Linked DNA regions of Sus scrofa: regions 2 and 3 are each linked to region 1. The links are chromatin contacts, called in public Hi-C maps. All regions are on one chromosome and are shown on one strand. The core of a region is the stretch at or near the end of the contact, and the rest is flanking DNA. Distances in the headings are between cores, read along the strand shown. Region 1 holds the start of FGFR1OP (FGFR1 oncogene partner). Region 2 holds the start of SFT2D1 (SFT2 domain containing 1). Region 3 has its middle 16 kb from the start of MPC1.

Region 1 (3,447 bases), core at 509-3,008:
TAATGAAGACTGGGTTCCCAAGCAGGTTCCTCTTTAACTGGCGCTCAAACCGGAAGCACTAAAAGCTAGTGGAGAACACACCTTGGACGCACGTCCTGTCCCAGGGGTTCCCACGCATTGTTGCAGGTGCTCTGGGGAGATACACATTCCGGGGCTCTTCAGGTCCGCCCCAAACGCGGGCAGAGCGGCCTCTGGTGGTTGGAAAACGCCATGGCAGGCAAATCATCTCGGGCGCCGACAGCTGCAGGCTGGCCCAGCTGCAGCAAAGGTTCTGTTTGAAGGGCATAGGGGCTCTGCCGACAGAACTGTTACAGAGGGTCTCCTAATATTGTGAATGCTGCTGATTGCTTTTCAATCCGCTACAACGTTTGCAAGGTGCAATTACCCTTGCAGAGGAGATTTTCATAGTATAAAGATAAAACTCTAACAACATGGGGGAGTGAGAGAATATAAGTACGCCAATTTCCTCATCGCTCATTGCGGGGAGCCAGCAGGTAAGAGGTACTTTTATAAATAATGATTCAGATAAAGTCACAAAATTTTCCCCCGTTGGAACTAAAAGTAATGTAATTTTTAAACTTAGGAGTTGAAAGAGAAAATATATTCTTACCCTTTGAAAAGATACTGTTCGTGGTTGACGGGTCAGGACGTACATCATTTACAGCTATAATGAAAAGAACCAGAAGACCTAGAAAGAAATTGTAGTTGGGTCTACAATACGCAGGTGATAGGTGAGTAGGTAGGGTGGACACAGAGACTTTTAATGTTTCTCCCTTCTGTTTGGATTTTTAACCATTGGTATGAGTTACTTCCACAACAAACAAAACAAAGGCAAATGAGACATGGTCTAATTACAAAAAAAACAACAACAAAAAAACAACTTTCAAACACCCTTTAATGGAATATTACCCAGAAGTTAAAAAGAATGAGGCTCAATCTATAAATATATACATCAAAAGACGTTATAGAAACTCAGTAAGCATAGGCTCCAAATTAGGAGAGTGGAAAAAGTACTTGCGTGTATGTAACGTATCTATGTATAAGGTTGTCTGGAAAGACCTATACCAATTTGAACAGATGCTGCCTGTGGAGGAGGAGATGGGCTGGTCAGGACACCTCGACTTTTACTTTCTTACTTGACAAATAGCATTTGTATCTCACGAGAATCTGCAGACCACCCGTATTCCCTGAGAAAATGATTCCTTAAGACCCGCTACAGACCCACGGAGTGAGAGTCCCGGGGAATTCTAGAATCTGTATTTTCTCCTTTAAGGTAGTTGTGAAACCCCTCACCTTCCCCGTTATTGCAAAACTGTGCGAGCACACAGAGTGTGAAGAACAGCACAACGGCATACTGCATATACCCTTCACTGCGCCGCACCGTGTGAATGTGCCCTCTCGATGAGCGTGCACACCTGCACACACACGCACGTAAGCACATGCCTCTCAGTAAGCGTGCACACCTGTACTCACACATTTCGGCCGCACCTTGGAAAGCAGTAGCAGACTCAGGACCTTGCCCCGGATTCCAGCACGCGCGTCCACAGCAGCAGCCTGCAGGCACACCTGAAACACTTCAAACACCTCTCTTTACCCAACCTCCGCGGCCCGGCCCGGCGCGGATCCCCAGAACCGCGGGTTCACCGCCCACGCCTCTGAAGATCCCGCCCCCGAGGCCCCGCCCACCTGGCGGCGTCCCGAGGCCCCGCCCCGACGGGGGCGGGCCGCGCGCCAGCGTCGGGGGCGTGGTCTCGGCTGCGTGCCTACGCGCCGTGCGGGCTGCGGCGTCGGCCGTTGGCGCGGCTTGGGCGGTTGTCTTGGAGAAGCAAGATGGCGGCGACGGCGGCCGCGGTGGTGGCGGAGGAGGACACCGAGCTGCGGGACCTGCTGGTGCAGACGCTGGAGAACAGCGGGGTCCTGAACCGCATCAAGGTAGGGCGGGAGACCGGGGCCCGGAGGAGGGGAGGCCGGCCGCGCTTGCGGGCCGCGGGGCCTTTGTGGACGGCGAGCATCACAAAGGGGCGCGGGGCGCGTCGGCAGTACCGCCGGGGCTGAGGTCCGAGCCCGCGGGCTCCCTCGGAGCGGTCCACGCGGGGTCAAGGGTCACTCCCGGGGAGCCTCACGGCCCGGCCAGCCTTAGTCGGAGGAGGCCGACCCCGGCGTCCAGTCCCCGGCTGCCCCCACCCCGTCCCCACACGGCGTCCGGGGGTCCAGTCCCCGGCTGCCCCCCGCCCCCGGCGTCCGGGGGTCCAACGCCGCATGCTCCCTGGCTCTTCCCCGCCTTTGGTCTCAGCTGTCGGGCGGCGAGCGTCTCCACCTGTAAATGGACTTACAGAGCGTAAACCAGAGAGGTGGGTGCTGAGAGACACCCCAGGGCAGGATGGGGGACTTGGGAACCACAGGTCCCTTTCTTCACGGCGTCTCAGGACGCTTTCCGACGTGTCTGTGCACCTGCCGACTAAGCACTATCAACCTGCCCCTTTTCGTTTTGAGTTTTGAAATTGCCGCGTGTGCGCTTCTTGTTATGAAAATTGCCTTGATAATTTTTGTTCCTTTCCTCACCGCACCTCCCTCCCTTTTCAAAGGCCGAACTCCGAGCTGCTGTGTTTTTAGCACTAGAGGAGCAGGAAAAAGTAGAGGTATGAAATCGACAAATCGTAATGACTGTGTTCCTTTATGGTTAATTTCTTTTTCTTTTTTTTTTTTTTTTTTGTCTTTTTTGTTGTTGTTGTTGTTGTTGTTGTTGTTGCTATTTCTTGGGCCGCTCCCTCGGCATATGGAGGTTCCCAGGCCAGGGGTTGAATCGGAGCTGTAGCCACCGGCCTACGCCAGAGCCACAGCAACGCGGGATCCGAGCCACGTCTGCAACCTACACCACAGCTCAGGGCAACGCCGGATCGTTAACCCACTGAGCAAGGGCAGGGACCTAACCCTCAACCTCGTGGTTCCTCGTCGGATTCGTTAACCACTGCGCCACGACGGGAACTCCTATGGTTAATTTCTAATTGCCCAAAAACCATTCTAAATGTTGTGTATAGTGGGGCATAGCCAAGGATGATTTTGAACTTTAGTGTTGGGAGAGAGTCAAGATTATTCTCTCTTCGTGTATATTTTAGAGTTTGGGGGTAAAGAAAGTTAAGGCCGGTGCTAAATTTCATAGGTCCCTCTCCGCTGGGGACATCTGAAACACAGGTTAAAGCAGGAAGAAAAGGTTTCATTGTCAACAAGTTTACCGCAGGATCGGTCAGAACCTTTAACCTGCCCATATGCCTGCGAATCCCCACCAGGTGGAGGGGGTAGGAGGCAGCTTTCCCCCAGGTTATCTGGCCCCTGAGTTATTTTATTTTACTTATTTATTTATTTTTGTCTTTTTGCCTTTTCTAGGGCTGCTCCCGCTGCATATGGAGGTTCCCAGGCTAGGGGTCTAATCGGAGCTGTAGCTGCCGG
Region 2 (3,447 bases), core at 579-3,078, 460 kb before region 1:
CATGCAAGTGCCATGTGGGCAGGTCTCTGTCTCAGTCATTGTTAAGACCACGGGCATTCTGACAAGTGCCAAACAGATGCAGGTACCAAAATATCTGCTGAGTGAGTAAAGGGTCACCTCTGAACTCATGGAACTTGTCCATTCCAGCCAATCACTCCAATTTCCATCAGGACTTCCCTACAGTATCTTTCTCCCAACTAGACCCTGGGTTCAAGAAAAGCGGCACTATCACCTGCATGCCCTCCGGTGCAGAGCAGCTCAGGCCAAGAGAACTTCCTGATGGAATGCCCCACAAATGCAGGGTCCTGTGTGACAGCCACTAACACACGTGCCTGCTGAGCACCTGGGATGTGGCTGGTATGACTGAGAAAGGAAGTTGAAATTTCATTTAATTTTCATTAACTTAAATTTAAACAGCCACTTATAGCTATGGCTACTGTTTGCAGAGCACAGATCTATCACAGAATGTAAAGCAGAAGACAGTGGTTTGATAAATGAGGTGGGGGAGTTCCCACTGGGGTGCAGTGGGTTAATGACCCAGCTCGTCTCCATGGTGTTGCCATGCACTTCCAGCTCCGTGCAAGGGGTTCAGGATCCGGTATTGCTGCAGCTGTGGCGGAGGTTGCAGATAGGACTTGGATGTGGTCCCTGGCTGGGAACTTCCGAGTGCCAAGGGTACGGCCAAAAACAGGGAAAAAATTTTTTTTAAAAATCAATGAGTTGGATAAGCCATGGCTATCTAATGTACGTTTCCCATATTACTATTTATGGGTTCTTGTATTATCATTATGATTTACCAAACTCGTTAGAATTCACTTAGAGGAGATGCTTGACTTCTAGGCTTAGAACACTAAGAGCCTACCTAGTCCAGGATCCTGTTCACAAGAAGTGCTGAATAATTATGACAACAAGGAAGGAAGTTAGGACAGGAAAAAAGACAAATAAAAGATCCTTATGTAACATTGTTTTGTTTTTAAATGTTCCACTTTTGTGACAAGCAAACGAGAATTTGTCAGTATGCATATAACAAAAATACTTACAAAGCAGTTCCTGCTGCACTATTTTTAACCCTCTTAGCAGAGGAAGTAACCCTTATCAAGTCTCCTGGGTAAAGCATGGAGACAAGGGTTGCTTTTTTTCTTAAAAAAAAAAAAAAAAAAATCCCTTAACAGGGCTCAACAGACAACTTTTAATTTAGCATTATTTCACTTCTCAATGACCTGCTTTTTTTCTCCCTCCGGTCTCCCTGCTTCCAAAAGACACATACACATTCACAACAGTTCATTTAATAACCGAGGCTAAAGGATGCAATGAAGCTGTAAGATTTCGGCTTCAGCAGCTGGCAGGACAAGTACCTGCACACCTACTGCGCTGCCAGCCCGAGTTCGGAGCCCACACCAGGCGCAGGAAACCAAGCGGAGGCTGGGGAAGAGGAGCACGGGGGCAGAGAGGTTATTTGGGAGAGGGAGACAGATAGTAAAGGGGGTCCCTAGAAGTCACAAGGTCAAATAGGGGGAGGGGGTCCCAAAGTGGGCTCCATGAAAACCTGGAAAGCGCCTCAAATTCTTCCCGGCAGGCGGGTGGCGCCCTCCCGCATCACCTGGGCAGGTAGAGGAGGCCCAGCCGCCCACGCTGCGCGGTCCCGCCCCAGCACACGTTCACCCCGGGGCCGGGCGCCGGCTCCCTACCTGCGCAGTCAGGCCCTGCTCCTCGTCGTCCTGGCCGCTCAGGACCCGCCGCAGCTTCTCCATGGCCCTGCTCCCCGCCGCAGCGGCGGCCACTCACTCCCCAGCCGCTCTCGTTCACCCGGAAACCCGGAACCTGAAACTCCACGGGCCGACCGGAAGTCCGGGTCTTTCGCTTCCGGCGAATCGGAGCGGCCCCTGCGGCCGCCGTAGCAGCGCGCGCATGCGCGCCGGGTTGCGCCGCGGGCCCGTCTGAGCCCTGCGGCTGCGGGCAACCGCGTCGGGCTGCGCCTCCGCGCTGCGCTGGCTTCCTCCTGGCCCCGGGGCGGAAGCGGTCACGCAGGGAAGCGGAGAGCCGCAGGTCACCCGCGCTCGGGTCCAGCAGTCGCTGCCTCCCACCCACGGGAGTCTGGCCCAGCGGGCGCACAGCTCGCGTTTGTTGAATGAATGCACACAACGAACGGGGATCCTCACCTGTGCCTCGGACCCACGTCCGGGCCCGCGGACCCGGGATCCAGTGCCCGGACCTGCGGACCCGGGATCCAGTGCCCGGACCAGAAGTCTGTCCCTGCGGGCCCGACATGGAATGCTGCAGACCCACATCCAGTACTGCAGAGCGAGAACCAGTGCTGTAGACCTCAGGCCCAGTGCTCAGACCCACGTCCAGGACTTTGACCCGATCGACGTCTAGGCCTGCAGACCGAGGTCCAGGGCTCAGACGCGGGAACTGGTTCTGTAGCCTGGAGCTCCAGTGCCACAGACCTGCGTCCAGACCTGACAGCAGAAGAATGCTGGGGGCCAGTGTGAGGGTACTGGCAGGAGTTCGGTTCTGAACTGCAGTTCTCAAAATATCTTTGCTTGAAAGGAGACAGCGGGCAGGCCTTGGGGGCCAGCAGTTCTGTGCTCTGACTTCAGCCCTGCCCTGTGGTGCGGCGTTGGGAGCTGGATAGTTATACTCACCTACTTTTCAAGGTGAAACAAGAATAGATATAACAGTTGACCTTGAACCCTGTGGGGGTTGGGGTTCCGGCCCTCCCTGTAGTTTAGAGTGGGTGTACAGCCTCCAGCCAGCTCTCCATGCGTGTGGTTCGTGCACAGCCTCTTCAACCACATCCTCCGCTCCTCTGTATCCTTGGTCCTGCATCCTCAGGTTCAACCCACAGAGGATCCCACAGTGTTGTAGTATTCACTATTGAAAAAAAAATCCACGTGTAAGTGGCCCCAGGCGGTTCAAATCTGTTGTTCTAAGGTCAGTTTTACTTCAAAATACCTCAGAAGAAAAGGCAAAAGGCTGCCTTATTCCTTTTTCCTTGTGAGAAGTGTTTTTTTTTTTCACTCAGCTCATTTTCCAGCTTTGAAAATGTGGAACCCTGGGGTTCCCCTCTTGGCGCAGCGGAAACGAATCCAACTAGGAACAATGAGATTGCGGGTTCCATCCCTGGCCTCACTCAGTGGGTTAAGGATCCGGCGTTGCCATGAGCTGTGGTGTAGGTCACAGACACAGCTCAGATCCTGCATTGCTGTGGCTGTGGTGTAGGCCGGCAGCTGTAGCTCCAATTCAGCCCCTAGCCTGGGAACCTCCACATGCCGCGGGTGTGGCCCTAAAAGGAGAAAAAGACAAAAAAAAAAAAAAAAAATTAAAAGTGTGAAACCCTACCTAAAGAGGAACAGCTAGTCCAACCCACCTTTCCAATTTTGCACAAACACTGCAAACCTTTGAACTTGTGTAAACACTTCACATGGGGCGGTGACTTTCATCTCT
Region 3 (3,447 bases), core at 258-2,757, 410 kb before region 1:
AGGCTGCACCCTAGACCCCGCAAATAAGTGTTTCTAGGGGAAAACAAGACAAGTCCCCACAAAGCACAAGGAACGGGACTAGAATCTGATACACAAGAGGGCCTTCCAGGTTCTCCTGAAACACGGCTTCTCGAGTCACCCGTTTCTAACCACCGGTGTGCAGCAGGACTGTCTATCAACTCGGACTCAGGAAACATCCGTGTAAATGCGACAAGATAGTGATTGAGCAGATCGGCTCGATTAAGGTCTGCTTTGCCGGAACTTCTCATGAGGAATCTTTTTACATTATGTTTTTTTAAGAGCCGCACCTGCGGCATATAGAAGTTCCCAGGCCAGGGGTCGAATTGAAGCCACAGCTGCTGGCCGACACCACAGCCACAGCAACGCCGATCCTTAATCCACTGAGCGAGGCCAGGGATTGAACCTGCATCCTCATGGATATTGGGGTTTGGGTTTGGACCTGCTGAGCCACAACAGGAACTCCCTCAGGAGGACTCTCACCTTGGACATTTAAAAGCCTCCGCCTGCCTTGCGGGCCCCCCGCCCCGCTCACTGACCCCCCAGCTCCTTCGATGCCTCTTCTCAGTGATGCCCCCAACCCTGTTGAACTTTGCCACCCCTGCCCCATCCTGGCTGTTTCCACACGGCACCCAGCGCCCGGTGACGGCTGCAGCCTTTGTGCTCGTTGCTTTTTCTGCTTCCCCTCAGCAGGAAGAAAGCTGACAGAGGCCGGAGAGCTTCGTTGGCTGGTCGCTTTGGCGTCCCTCGTGCCTGGTGCCTGGAGAAGAGCCCGCGTCGGCCTGTGGGAGGCGCTGCCCGCTGCGGCTCAGGGCGCTGTCCTCTCCGATGCCCTGGACGCCCTGCTGTGGCCCCTCCTTTCCACGTCCCCATCAGCCATCAGGAGTCCCGGGACCCCGGAGCCAGGGGACACCCGGAGATGCCCTGCCTGCCCGAGGGCCACAGGAGGAGTCCTGGGGGAGGGAAAGGAGGTCTGAACCCCCTGGGACGTTCTGGGGACGGGGACCCGAGGTCCAGCCCAGTGAACTCGGTCTGGACGGCTGAGCCTCCCCGGCTTCTTCGGTCGATAAGCTCGGGGTTGCTGTGAGGCCACCGCGGACCAGCTCACCACTAATCTTCTCAGGGCATGAGCTTCCCGCCTCTGTCCACATCCGTCTTGCAGATTCGACGTGACTCTTGGAGTTCTTTGGATGTTTGCCGGCTGTCAGTGGGGATATTTTGTAACTAGACTCGAGTTTATGCTGTTGGCAAAACCTTCGGCTCTAAAAATGTGTTTTCAAGAGATGTGAGCAGCCCAACTCTGACCTTAATTTCTCTTAAAACAAATCTTCTCTTCAATCTGAGCACGTAACCTTTTCAACAGTTATTTAAAAACAAAACCTGATCCATCCAGTTTCTAAGCCCACAGTTTAAAGACGCAGAGTTTTGAAAGTCGGTGAGTCTCGTCGTGTCCGCCTGAGATCAAAGTTGCCAGTTGCGCAATCCATCCCAAGCCCAAAGCAGAGCCCAGGAGGCTGAGGTCAGGAGCCGAGCTGGCTTCCTATTCCCTCAGGAAAGAAGACTGTGCAATAAAATTCGTGGGAAACCACTGAAATGAATGGAGCTTGCTGCTAACGAGGCTCCTGAGCTGAGTGCTGCTGCTGTTTCTACCACTATAGTAGCTGTAATTTGAAAATCGTGCCTTTTTTTGCCCACGCTCAGGCGTGATAAAAACATGTTTGAGATTATTTCTATGTCCCATATTTATTTAATGTTTTTTCACATCATAGTGAAATGACAAATCTATATTCAAATTGGATCTATGTCATAAATGAGTGCTCTTGAGTTAGACCCTAAATTACAGCCATTACTCGGGAATCAATTAAATAAAACTGCAAAAGTCATGGGCTCTCCATTGAAAGGTTGGTCATACCTGCCGCTGAGAAAAACCGGCAAACATTAAGGGTTAGTGTTGCGTTTTATTTTTTAATTTTATTTTATGGCTGTACCTGTGGCGTATTGAAGTTCCTTGAATCTGAGCCGCAGCTGTAACCTACAGGATCAAAGCAGGGATCAAAGCTGCACCTCTGCAGCGACCTGAGCTGTTGCAGTCAGATCCTTAACCCACTGCGCCACAGCAGGAACTCCAAGGATTCGAGTGTGTTTTGGATTTACCTTCCGGAATATAACCGACGCTCCCCTGGGTCTGCTCCTTACAGGGCTCAGCGCCTGGGCACCTGCTGTGTGTGGTTGTAGTTCTGGTTTATTTTCCGTCTCTCCTGCTGGAAGCCGAACTTCACGAGAGGGAGCCTTGCTCTGTGGCTGCTGAGCCTCCCAGGACAGCGACAGCGTGGGGTCCATGCTCAGGAAACGCATTTTGCTTTAGTGAATCTCTGCCATGAAGGGACCTCTATTTCGTCTGAGTTTTCACACGTCAAGTGTGCAATTACTGTCCCTCTGTAAAAGCACCGACAACCTGAAACACTGGCGCCCCCTCCCGTGTCAGGCCAAGGGAGCTGAGGTCTGGGACGGGACACGTCCTCGCCACGTGGGCGGCGGGGGAGCTGGAACCACGCCCGGCCTCCAACCGGGGATCCCGAGCCCCGAGCCGCCCTCGCACTCGACATTTAAGCACTTCACCCAGGAGGTCACAGACCGGATGCAACACCGGGGATGTGGGGGCCCCAGAGTCGGGAGACCTGGAGGCCGCCCCGCAGCCAGGAGCCCAGCCACGGCTCCTTACACGCCTCGTGTTCTCAGCGTCTTGGGAAGCAAATACGGCTAATGGCCTGGGTTGGCCAGACTCGGGACAGGTGTCCAGCTGCATTTGAATCTAGACAACGGGTTCTGCACGAAGGTGACCAGAGGACTTTTTTTTTGTCTTTTTGCTATTTCTTTGGGCCGCTCCTGCGGCATACGGAGGTTCCCAGGCTAGGGGTTGAATCGGAGCTGTAGCCACCGGCCTACGCCAGAGCCACAGCAACGCGGGATGCGAGCCGCGTCCGCAACCTACACCACAGCTCACGGCAACGCCGGTTCGTTAACCCACTGAGCAAGGCCAGGGACCGAACCCACAACCTCATGGTTCCTAGTCGGATTTGTTAACCACTGAGCCATGACGGGAACTCCAGAGGACTGTTTTAAACCCCACGGAAGATGGGTGTGTGCCTTGTGGTTGAGAGGGGGCTGGCTGTCCCCACAAGGTCAGGCAGCAGCCCGCCTGTGCACCTGCCTCTCTCCTGGCCCGTCGGTGGCCTCGCAGATGGCACTCAGTCCAGCAGGTGGGGACAGAAGGTATAGCGCAGAGCCACTATTGTTGGGCTCCCTGGCCTCACACGTGTGAGCAACCACCGGGCTAGGACATAGAGGAGGCAGCTGGGAGGACAGCACACTGTCCCATCCGTGGCGAAGGAGGGCAGTTTGCCTGCAGCCCTTTACAAACCACCGGGG

What was found. Hi-C and Micro-C count contacts between places; a contact is called where the count stands out from the background.
Region 2: a contact with region 1 is called in a Hi-C map of liver, with 2.3 times the contacts expected there. The contact joins the promoter of SFT2D1 here to the promoter of FGFR1OP in region 1. A contact is called at or near these places in 1 of 5 promoter capture datasets (liver) and 18 of 47 Hi-C or Micro-C datasets (adipose tissue, alveolar macrophages, blood and 10 more).
Region 3: a contact with region 1 is called in a Hi-C map of liver, with 7 times the contacts expected there. The contact joins the enhancer-like site here to the promoter of FGFR1OP in region 1. A contact is called at or near these places in 1 of 5 promoter capture datasets (liver) and 1 of 47 Hi-C or Micro-C datasets (liver).

The regions. Positions count from the first base shown.
Region 1 is chr1:2,119,143-2,122,589 of Sscrofa11.1, reverse strand. It overlaps FGFR1OP (FGFR1 oncogene partner), which reads left to right and starts at 1,758. Exons shown (of 14, transcript XR_002342214.1): 1 at 1,758-1,932; 2 at 2,586-2,639. It overlaps LOC102157461 (a long non-coding RNA gene), which reads right to left and starts at 1,654. Exons shown (of 3, transcript XR_002342227.1): 1 at 1,489-1,654; 2 at 82-688.
Region 2 is chr1:2,575,196-2,578,642 of Sscrofa11.1, reverse strand. SFT2D1 (SFT2 domain containing 1) reads right to left here and starts at 1,828. Exons shown (of 8, transcript NM_001244534.1): 1 at 1,689-1,828. The coding sequence starts at 1,751.
Region 3 is chr1:2,524,126-2,527,572 of Sscrofa11.1, reverse strand. No RefSeq gene overlaps it. Among named protein-coding and RNA genes, the nearest start is that of MPC1, 16 kb to the left of the region's middle. Within about 2 kb of position 1,507, at least 17 of the 83 cell types and tissues checked have an H3K27ac peak or open chromatin away from gene starts, as enhancers often do. A contact at or near this core is called in liver, where this site is marked.